Regions from separate parts of the Oryza sativa genome. Here region 1 is linked to region 2. The links are chromatin contacts, called in public HiCAR-type maps. All regions are on one chromosome and are shown on one strand. The core of a region is the stretch at or near the end of the contact, and the rest is flanking DNA. Distances in the headings are between cores, read along the strand shown.

Evidence for each region. HiCAR-type assays count read pairs that join an accessible place to other places.
Region 1: a HiCAR-type map of leaf shows a contact between it and region 2, with 1.9 times the contacts expected there. The contact joins the promoter of LOC4328909 here to the promoter of LOC4328899 in region 2. A contact is called at or near these places in 1 of 15 Hi-C or Micro-C datasets (seedling) and 1 of 4 datasets of contacts at active chromatin or transcription factors (leaf).

The regions. Positions count from the first base shown.
Region 1 is chr2:8,738,335-8,743,347 of ASM3414082v1, forward strand. LOC4328909 reads right to left here and starts at 2,421. Exons shown (of 1, transcript XM_015768196.3): 1 at 1,531-2,421. The coding sequence starts at 2,284. The coding sequence ends at 1,871.
Region 2 is chr2:8,563,875-8,569,263 of ASM3414082v1, forward strand. It overlaps LOC4328899, which reads right to left and starts at 3,810. Exons shown (of 1, transcript XM_015769295.3): 1 at 3,116-3,810. The coding sequence starts at 3,689. The coding sequence ends at 3,309. LOC4328898 (probable inactive dual specificity protein phosphatase-like At4g18593) reads left to right here. Exons shown (of 4, transcript XM_015768137.3): 4 at 1-181.

The DNA of each region.
Region 1 (5,013 bases), core at 1,171-3,670, 170 kb after region 2:
ATGAGGTCACCGTAACTACGGTCCAGTTTAGGCCAGCTCTAATTAATTACAGCAGCTAGCTTCATGGATTATTCGAGATTTCATCACATGCACAGAATGATCTTTGTCTAGTTAGATCGACGATATATCGAATTTGGTCCAAAAGGCTAAGCTAGTGCAGCACATGTGAGGAAGGGCCCCCTTCTCCAAAGAAACTCGTTTGCGTTAATTTCAAGTATTACTACTTTTGCTTTCTCAGCTGGCTGAACAGGAAAAAAAACAAAAACAAAAGCTCACTATGCTTCTTCTGCACTGGAATAGTAGGAACTTTGCAACTTGGTTTCTTCTGCCACGAAACTACCCCAACTGATGCGACCTGGCTTTTCTAGTCATTTGTCAAACTGAACTAGTGAACCTGTCTGTGTTGCACCAAACATGAATTAATTAAAGCTTCGGTTGAAGTTAATTAATTAGTAGTAACTACTAAGACCATCCTCAACCCAATAACTAGAATGATATCCATAACAATTAAATAAGCTGTCACCTAAAATGAAAAATGATGTGGCAAGTAAATAGATGAGAAAAGAGAAGGAAACCAGGTCTTACATGAGACATGGTTTCTACACAACATCCAATACATTATGTGAGATAAGTAACATCAAATTTAAGTATGAAAGAGTGATGTTTGTATTGAAATAATAGTGTCTATGATGTTGAGTTTATGAAAACTAAGTGTAGTGTCTTGTATTGGGACTGATCTAATTGCCTGCTAATTCAGTCCGACTGCTTAGTCAAGGTGCTGACCAAAGCTGCCCCTGTCAAACAGTCAGATTAGTTAGTCTTTCGACGCTGAGACTTAATTAATCCTGGTGATTAATTAATTAGTCGGCTGCATGAATCAACTCGAGGTTAATTACATGCCTGCACGAAGTCCACATCGAAATTTCGCCTTCAATTATTTGACGGAGCTGGCCTTGCTACTCTGTCGGTGAAGAACAGGCAGTAAGTAGAAACTTCTTTAACTGTTTTCAGACTTTTTCATTGGTGCAGTTAGAAAAAGCTCACTCTTGTGATTTGACAGTATTTTTAGTTAGGATGGTAGAACTTAACGTTGTAAAGTTCTACCACCCTAACTTTAGAACTTAGGTCTGGTTTAGTTCCCAACTTTTTTCTTTAAACTTTTAACTTTTCTATCACATCAAAACTTTTCTACACATATAAACTTCCAATTTTTTCGTCACATCGTTTTAATTTCAATTAAACTTTTAATTTTGGTGTGAACTAAATATACCCTAAGAAAGAAAAGCACTGACAAAAGCGAGCAAATGGGCTTCTTTCTTTGTGCCAAATAGTGGTGAAAAAAAAGAAAAGTTCATGGAAGCTGGGAGCAGAGTAGCAAAAACAGAGTTGGAGATGACACAACAGTAGCAGCAAAAGAACTCCAGAATTAATTAGGCAAGAGGAAAAAAAAATTACAAAAGAGAGTTGCAATTAGCAGAGAGCTAGAATTATCAAAGAAGAAGAACTAGAAAGAGCATACAAGTAATAAAGTATACAAGACTACAAGAGTATTTCTACTACTTCTCAGAGATAGTACACTGTATATACAAAAATGAAAAAAAAAGTTAAGCAAAGATTAACTCAAAAGCAGCAAGGAGCCGACCTAGATTAATTACCCCTAGCTACAACTCCAAGTAGTAACTCATAACTCTAGCCATTAGGACAAGAGTTAAATTTATCCTTCCCTGATCATCCCATTCATGATTCATCCATGGCAAGCAAAGACGGCCATGCACTGCTAACAAGAAAAATTACCGTGCTCTAAACGTAATTAGCAAGGTAATTAACGTAATTAACAAGGCTCTAGCTCTTTGACACACTGGCGATCAGTTCAGTAGTCGAAGCTGAAGGAGCTCATCTCGGGGCCCTCGACGATGCTCTCCAGGCTGGGCCGCCAGCACCCGTCGGCGCCGTCGCCTCCTCCGGCGCCGGCGGCGCAGGCGGCGCAGGCGTCACCGGCGGCGGCGGCGGTGGTGAGGAGGCCGCGGTTGCGCTTGCGGGCCATCTCCTGGAGCACGTCCTCGAGGCGGCGGTCGCCGGCCTTGAGCTGCGCCATGAGCCACTCCAGCTCGGCTTTCGTCAGCACCATCTTCACCTTCATCACCGACGACGACGACGACGACCCTGCAGCCTCGTCTTCCTCCTCCCCACCACCACCGCCGCCGCAGACTCTCCTCCTCATGCTCATCTTCCCGTCTCCCAACGCCGCCGCGCCGCCGCCGCCGCTCTGCAGGCAGTTGCCCATGGCTGATGGTCACCGCCGGCGGCGAGCAGATCGAGCTCGATCACGTGGTCGATCGAGCTTTGCTGGGTTGGTGAATGAGAAGGCGAGGGAGTGAGGTGGTGGAGGAGTATATATTTAACGAACAGAAGAAGTAGGGTAGCGAGTGTGTGGTGAGCTCCAATGGCGAAGGAGATGGCAATCACACAAATTTTGACAATTTAACCCTTTGAAAAAACTAATATTACAAATGAACCGTCGCCAAAACTTATTTCAAAAATAACCTTTTGTTCAGCGCAAAATCGTATAGCGCTGAACTTAGACACCTCAGCGCCACGTCAACTGGCGCTGAATGTCGTGCCACCGTGAATAGGAGGCTGAGTCAGCGTGCCAATGTACATTCAGCGTCGTGCTATTTAGCGCTGAGGTGTCTAAGTTTAGTGCCATATGATTTGGCGCTGAACAAAATGGTAATTTTTTAAATAAGTTTTGATGACAGTTCATTTGTAAAATTAGTTTTTGTAAAGGGTCGTATTGTCAAAATTTGTGTGGCAATCAAGCGGTAATAAATCCGAAAGAGTCGCTGTCTAGGGGCACATGGTGGGGGACTGGCGACGATGGATGGGTTGCTTTGGGTTGGTTTGGTGCATCTCGATCACTGATCACGTACCTCTGGAATTTTTCAATTTTTGGTCTTTTTCAAAAATTTGTTTTATAAATATATTTATGAAAGAACTTATTTTAGAAATAGATACTTTCGTTGATGCCGTGATCTAACATGACAACGTAGCTTGAGTTTAGCTTCCTTTGTTGCTCTGCTACTGCTGCCTAGCTAGCTACTTCCTCTATTTTTTAATATATGACATCGTTGATGTTTTTAAGATACATTTAATCATTCGTTTTATAAAAAATTTATGTAATTATTATTTATTTTCTTATGACTTGATTTATCGTCAAATATTCTTTAAACATGATTTAATTTTTTTTATATTTACATAAAAATTTTAAATAAGACGAATGGTCCAACATTTTATAAAAAAATCAATGAAGTTGTACATTAAAAAAATGGGGGTAGTATATATGTTGTGGATGTGCTCATTGTAAAAGTAAAAAACCGATCGAGTTGCACTCACGGGATGTATAGTGGTGGTTGCTAGCATTTCTACGAAAATCGTGTGAAAATCATGATTCTTTTTGGAGATTTCCGCGGTAGTGAGTGAGAAGGAATAAGAATTTTTCCTTCTGGTTTTTCCGGATCGAAATTAGTTCCAATCATATTTTAAGGTACACTTGTCACATGAGATATCACAGACAACTAATGACATGTGTGTACACGCATGATTCCAAAAGCAACGCACGAAAAAGAACATTCACAAGATACAAAACCGGGACGCATCCTCCTCTGCGCAAACAACATTCCAAAAACAACACAGAGACGCATCAAATCAGTACCACCAGCAACACCTATCTACTCCCTTCGTCTTTAAAAAAATAAATTAAATATGAAATATAACGCATTCTAATACAATAAATGCAAACGGTACAGATTTGAAATACTACAATGCGTCATATTTTATATAGTAGGTTTGTTTTTATGAAACGAGGGAAGCACCTACTACGTACGCACCAACTTTTTTTAGACGAATGCCGCTGCACGTGATCTCGCAACCATCCATCATCGATCGATCGATCATTCATGCATGCACACCAACTCGATCGATCTCTGCAAAATCTCTCGCAGTCGATCCACCGGCACGTACGATCGTCGAGCACAAAGAAGATTCCATTATTCCCATTCGTGTGTATGTACGTATATGTGTTGATTTTGCTAAAGTTCTCTATCTAGATAAATAATATAGGTTCATATATGCGACCTTAAATTAAAGCTGAGCTGGATCGATGCCTACGTACGTACGTACCTGTTCTGAAAAAGGAAGACAGCTAGCACAACGTCGACGTGAAATAAAACACTGTAAGTAGTATGGAGTACTTCCTCTTTCTTTAAAATGTAAGTATTTTTTTTAAAAGTTAGACGTACATATTAAAAAATTAAGTGAGAATAGTTAGAAGAATATTGTGATTGGTTGAGAAAAAACAGTTGAAATAAATTTATTTTGAAACAGAGGGAGTATATATGTACTTATCTCGTGTATACATTGGGCTATTTTAGTTCTTTACACCCTGTCAAAATATTAGTAGTGTCAAAATAATTAGGTAAATTGTGTTGCAAATAAAAGAGTTTTGGCACTATTAATAATTTAGTAAAATAATTAAGTATCACATTGATTTGGTAAAAAAATGGCTCCAACCAAAACTCTAGGCAAATACTATATTAAAGTTGCATGATAGTAATTGATTCTTAGGGCATATTTTAGTACGTAACAACCCAAAATGGTTGTTCTAAAAAAAACACACAAAATGGCGCTATGTGCATGTTTCCACATGTGGTGCCCTGCAGCGATAGATCTCAAATACGCATGTATATTAGATTTTGATTCAGAAGGTTTATATACTCCAAATAATATTGATTTCATGATGCCCGGGCCTTCGATTTGAAAATAAATCAATTCAACTTTTTAAAAAAAGTTCCAACTTAAAGGTATAAGCCTAAGTGTAATTTTTTTATTGATACCCATATCTTATAACAAAGCAACTCAAATTCATATTATTTATTTTACTATCCCAAATAATCACATGCCTAGCTATTTATATGTTTCTATGGCATATGCCTAGCTAGAAACAAAATTTAAGAA
Region 2 (5,389 bases), core at 2,560-5,059:
TTCTGAAGCTTCTATAGGCACTCTGGTAGTAAGTTTTGCTGTCTACTAAATGTAAGTCTTTGCAGTCCGCACCATTCAGATTCAGTGTTTCCTTAGTTGCATCATCTTGATGAAAATAATGGGAACATATCAGGCAAGAAATTTTCTTTACATTTCTGAAGTAAACGAACTTCACACTGCATTACGATTGCAAACACTTGCATGTGATTTAAGGGAAGAGCAGAACCTCTTGTCAAAGGTGACAAGAACATATCTGAGGATATTGAGGCGGTGGTGCGTGTGTGGTGGTGTATGCGCCTGTCTGTTTTTCATGTAATTGTGAAAAACAGATTGTCCTGAGTAGCTAAATCTCATTTTCTATAAATCTCAAATGAAAGAAGTGCACGTGTCTGCGACTCCAAAATTGTGTGGCCTACACATGAAACGAAGAAATATACATAGAATTTCAAAAGGCAATAAGTCAGCTGGGCTCATTAAGGCTCGACTCATTTGAGTTCATTATCTTGATAAGATAGCTCGGCTCGGCTCGTGAGTTGGCTCGTTAGTAAACTTGATTGGCTACTTAATGACCTGTATCCCATTTTATCACTTTAAGAACGAGATTTGGAGATCTTTCTAATTTCAAAAACGAGATTTGGAGGAAGAGACGTCCCTTCAAATATTTTTTATAAAGAAATTATGAGTGTATTTAGGATTGATCACGGAACTTAAGGGTTGAAATCACACACCTCTTACCACTGCACTAAAATAGAGAAAATCTCGCGTATCTCAGTTTATATCTAGCTCCATAATCCTCTGACTCATCGGCTACAATATTCATATTCATGATTGAACGGGAATTACATGGCCTGATTGCAACCAAACATAGGGTACAACGAGGCATGGAGCAATATACAGAGAATTTCAGGAAAGAGAGAGAGAGAGAGAGAGAGCATCCAAAACTAACGGCTTAGCTCATCGCCGGCCGCCGCCGCCGTGGCACCCTCCTCCGCCCGCGGCGACATCGACGCACAGCATATCGGCGAGGTCGCAAGTCTCGTACAGCATCATCATCTCAATCTCATCCATCCACGGCGCCGGCGCCGCCGGCAGCCCCACCCCCACCGTCGCCTCGGCTCCCCTCCACCCGTCGACCCCCCGCCGGCACGGCCGCGGCCTCTCGAGCGACGGCGCGGTCGCAACGGCTGCGTCGTTGCCGGTGAGGCGCTGCACGAGCGACTTGAACCCGGCGGCGTCGGAGGTGACGAACTGCGTCTCGATGAAGGTCACCTTCACGCCGCCATTGCCATTGCAACCCCTCTCCATGGAATCGAATCCGATCGACCGATGAGATCAGCTCGATCAGTTGCGACCCTTTCCCCTTTTCTTCTCGATTCGATTCGAATCGACGAAAAGCTCTCTCAACTCAAGGTTGCTGGTGACGAAATCTTCCCGTGCCGATGGGGTTTTTATACAGAGCGCGCGGCGGCGGCGGCGCGAATGCAATACATACGGCACAGATGCCTGCACTATCCGAATGACATGTGGGGTCCAGGTTAGGTGGGGCCCACGTGGAGGTGAGGGTGTGGGTTTTTCGCTGGATGTGTGACTGGTGGGTTGAAGCTTTAGCATTAGCGACAAGGTTTGACTGGTCGTATCCAGTGAGTGACTGGGTTGGTGGTCAGTGACGGACAACGGTCAACCTTTCTGGGAACGGTCAAGGCTCACTCCCTGCCTCGTGCGAGGAGGAGGTTCACTGTATCCTTATCCTATTCTTCTCTGCGTTCTCGGCGGCTTCGCACCGATCCGGTAAGAGCAACGGTAATTAATGTCGTTACTCCTCCGTTTTAGTTATTTGACTAAATTTATAGGTAAATATAATAATAAATTTATAAAATGATACTATTTTTTTCTACAAATTTAACCAAATTTAAAACAGTTTGACTTTTGACCAAAGTAAAAACGTCTTAAAACCTGAAACGGATGGAGTAATTTTTATAGGTATGTATAACTGTTTACCTTATTTAAAATTATTGTATAAATATATAAGTTATAAATACGATTGAATTGTTTTTAATGATAAAACAACTTATAATGAATAATCAGACATATGTCGAAAAGTCAAAGACCGTCGCTTATTAAAGAAACGGAAAAGAGAATTTCCTGTGCTTGGCTCAGCTACCGATTACTATAATCCTTTGTGCAATTTCATTTATTATAATTGTAAGTACATTTTTTTCTTGTCTTGTTAGCAAGAGTCGAACAATATAAGTGGCGAAGAGGATGCGGGAAAGAAGACCACCTGCTCCTGCTACCAAGCATTAGTCTTGAAAAAAATTTGATAAAAAAGTTATCTTCAGACTTCGGTCTCAGTTTCTGTCTGATCCTTCTCCACCGAGCGGTTTTCACAAAAATTGATCGATTTTCACGAAACCAGTAGTGTCAATTTTAGTTGGTATTTTTACGATGTTGACTGAAAGCTATTAGTTTTTATCGGTTTTAGGTCGGTATACAATAAACCGGTCAAGGATGGTTTTAATATTAAATACGGAAAGGTAAAACCTGCCTTCACCTCCAGGCTCCACATTATAGCTGGAGGTGATGAGGGAGAGGACCCATCTCCCTTTCGTATTTACTAGTATTTAGAGTTTTCTCAATAAAATGTTTGGAGGATTTGTTAATCTACACTAATCGCTAGTCCGTATTGCATGGATATTGTTATTCCTATAGTTGGCCATAAGGTCGAGGCCCGGGCCAAGGCACGGGATTTTGGCCTGGCCCAAGCATGACATGGCCTGATCGATGTCGGGCCCGTGCCGGCACGACATGGTTGTTGGGCTGTGCCTGGGCCTATGCCTCGGCACAGCACGAACTTCAGGGATGTGAAATAGACTTTTCAACCATATGTAAGATATGTATAGGCCTGACAAATCTTGGTCTGGGTTTGACCAGGCTTAGGCCGTGCCGTGCCGAGCGGCCCATATGGCTAACTATAGTTATTCCTATTCTTTTCCATAATTTTGTGAAAAAGTTTCGAAATCGATGAAATGTTGGTGCCCACTGAAATTACCAAAATTTCGGCCTTTTCGGAAAGTATAAACCCTGTTGTGACTCCAAAATCCTTTGATTCATCGGCTCTATCAATTTGTTTTTTTTTTCAGTTTCATGATTAGAACCGGAATTACATGGCCTGGTCGCAACCAAACATATAAAACAGGGTACAACAAGGCATGGAGCAATATACAGATAATCTCAGTTAAAAAAGAATGGAACAACATGCAGAGAGCATCCAAAACTGAAGATGGACTGAGCTCATCGCCGGCCGTCGATCAGCATGGAAAACCACCGTATCCGCCGCCGCCGTGGCACCGTCCTCCGCCGCTCGCGCCGACGACGTCGACGCGCAACATCTCGGCGAGGTCGCACGTCTCGTACAGCATCATCATCTCATCCACCCACGGCGCCACCGGCGGCGGCACGGCTTCCCGCTTCACCACCGTCGCGCTCGCGCCGCCGGCTCCCCTCCACCCGTCTGCACGGCACGGCCGCGGCCTCTGTGGCGGCGCCGCCGGCACGGCTGCGTCGTTGCCGGTGAGGCGCTGCACGAGCGACTTGAAGCCCGCGGCGTCGGAGGTGACGAACTGCGTCTCGATGAAGGTCACCTTCACGCCGCCGCCGCCGCCGCCATTGCCGTTGCAACCCCTCTCCATGGAACCAAATCCGATCAATCGATCGGCCGACGAGATCAGTTCGATCGATCGCTTGCTTAATTTACGTCTCTTCTCGATTCGATCAGCTAAAGCTAAGCTCAACGCAAGGTTGTTTCGTGACGAAAGCTTTCCTGTGCAGGGGGGATTTATATACGACGCTGGTGGTTGGGGTCAAGGCGGCAAGAAACCAACGACGACTATTCCAAATGCGACAAGAGGAGACACACGCTGTTCCAATGACATGTGGGGCCCACGGCTCGAGGTTCGAGGTGATGAGTGGAAGTGACAAGTGGAGGAGGTGGTTTGACTGGTCAGCGAGGGGAGGAAGGCAACGGTCAGCTTTTGGGAACGGTCAAGGAGGGCTGGGCTTTCTTCTCCTCGTGACAAAAATAGGTTGTGGCTGGCTCGCTGCCTCCTCTATCCTTTTCCGGTTTTCCCTGTCTGTGTTCTTGCGACTTCACTGTGATGGTAGACGTACGAACGCACAACATCTCTACACCCGCAATACCACACTTACACACATATGAATATGATCGGCCCGTAACACATGCTTGAAAAGACGGAAAATCAACGGTATATACCTAATATCGCCAAATTTATTTTAAGATCTCACTTATATATACGTAATATTTATGGATACCAGAATTTAAACCCTGATGAGTGGAGTCATGCTCCACCACCACACTGTTGATGCTTTTCTCAAAGAGGGCAGCTACACAACGGGATACCGTTGCAACGGGATATTTTAAGTGACTTTCTCTTTTCCTTTCTTCTGTCCACGTGTACTCCCCTAGTACCTGGTACTTGATACCTGGTACCTTAGGTATCGGTTGGTACCTGGTACCTTTGATACCGACTAGGTATCGACCGATACCTGATGCCCGATACCCAAGGTATCGGGTGGTACCTAGGTATCAGACCTTGGTACTAAGGTATCAAGCCTGATACTTGTGGGGTATCAGAGGGTAGCGTCAAAAAAGAGGAGACGTGGGGGAGGGAGGGCCACAACGGCGAAGGATGGCGTCGAGGAGGCACGGCGAGGTGAGGGACATATGCTCCCCTGGTACCTGGTACCTGATACCTTTGGTACCGACTAGGTATCGACCGATACCTGATACCCGGTACCTAAGATACCAGGTGGTACCTAGGTATCAGACCTTGGGACCAAGGTATCAAGCCTAATACTTGTGGGGTATCAGAGGGTATCATCAAAAAGAGGAGAAGACGTGGGGGAGGGATGGCGTCGAGGAGGCACGGCCATGGAGGATGTTGCCGCAACCGTACCCCGTTCCGGCTCCACTGCGCCTCGCTCCCACTCTCCCTCTCGCTCACCGCGCCCGCCGCCGAGCTCCTCACCGTCGCCACCTCCCCCGCGGCGGTGGCCGCCAGCTCTGGCGAGCGGTGGGCGACGACGATGGGGAGGGCTGCAGTGCCGCCTGATTTGGGGGAGGAGAGTGAGGTAGGAGGAGGTGACGGGGAGGGCTACAGTGCCGTGTGATTTGGGGGAGGAGAGTGAGGTATGAGGAGGGGATCCGGATGATTTGGAGGGAGAGGAGTAGTAGAGGAGATCCCGTCTCCACGGGATGCCGTGGTGTAGGTTTTCTGTTTCTCAAAAATAAATTGGTGTATGTTCCATGCTGGAAGAAAATGGTACTCCCTATAGTTTCATAATAATTATCGCTTTAAATAAAAAAACTTTA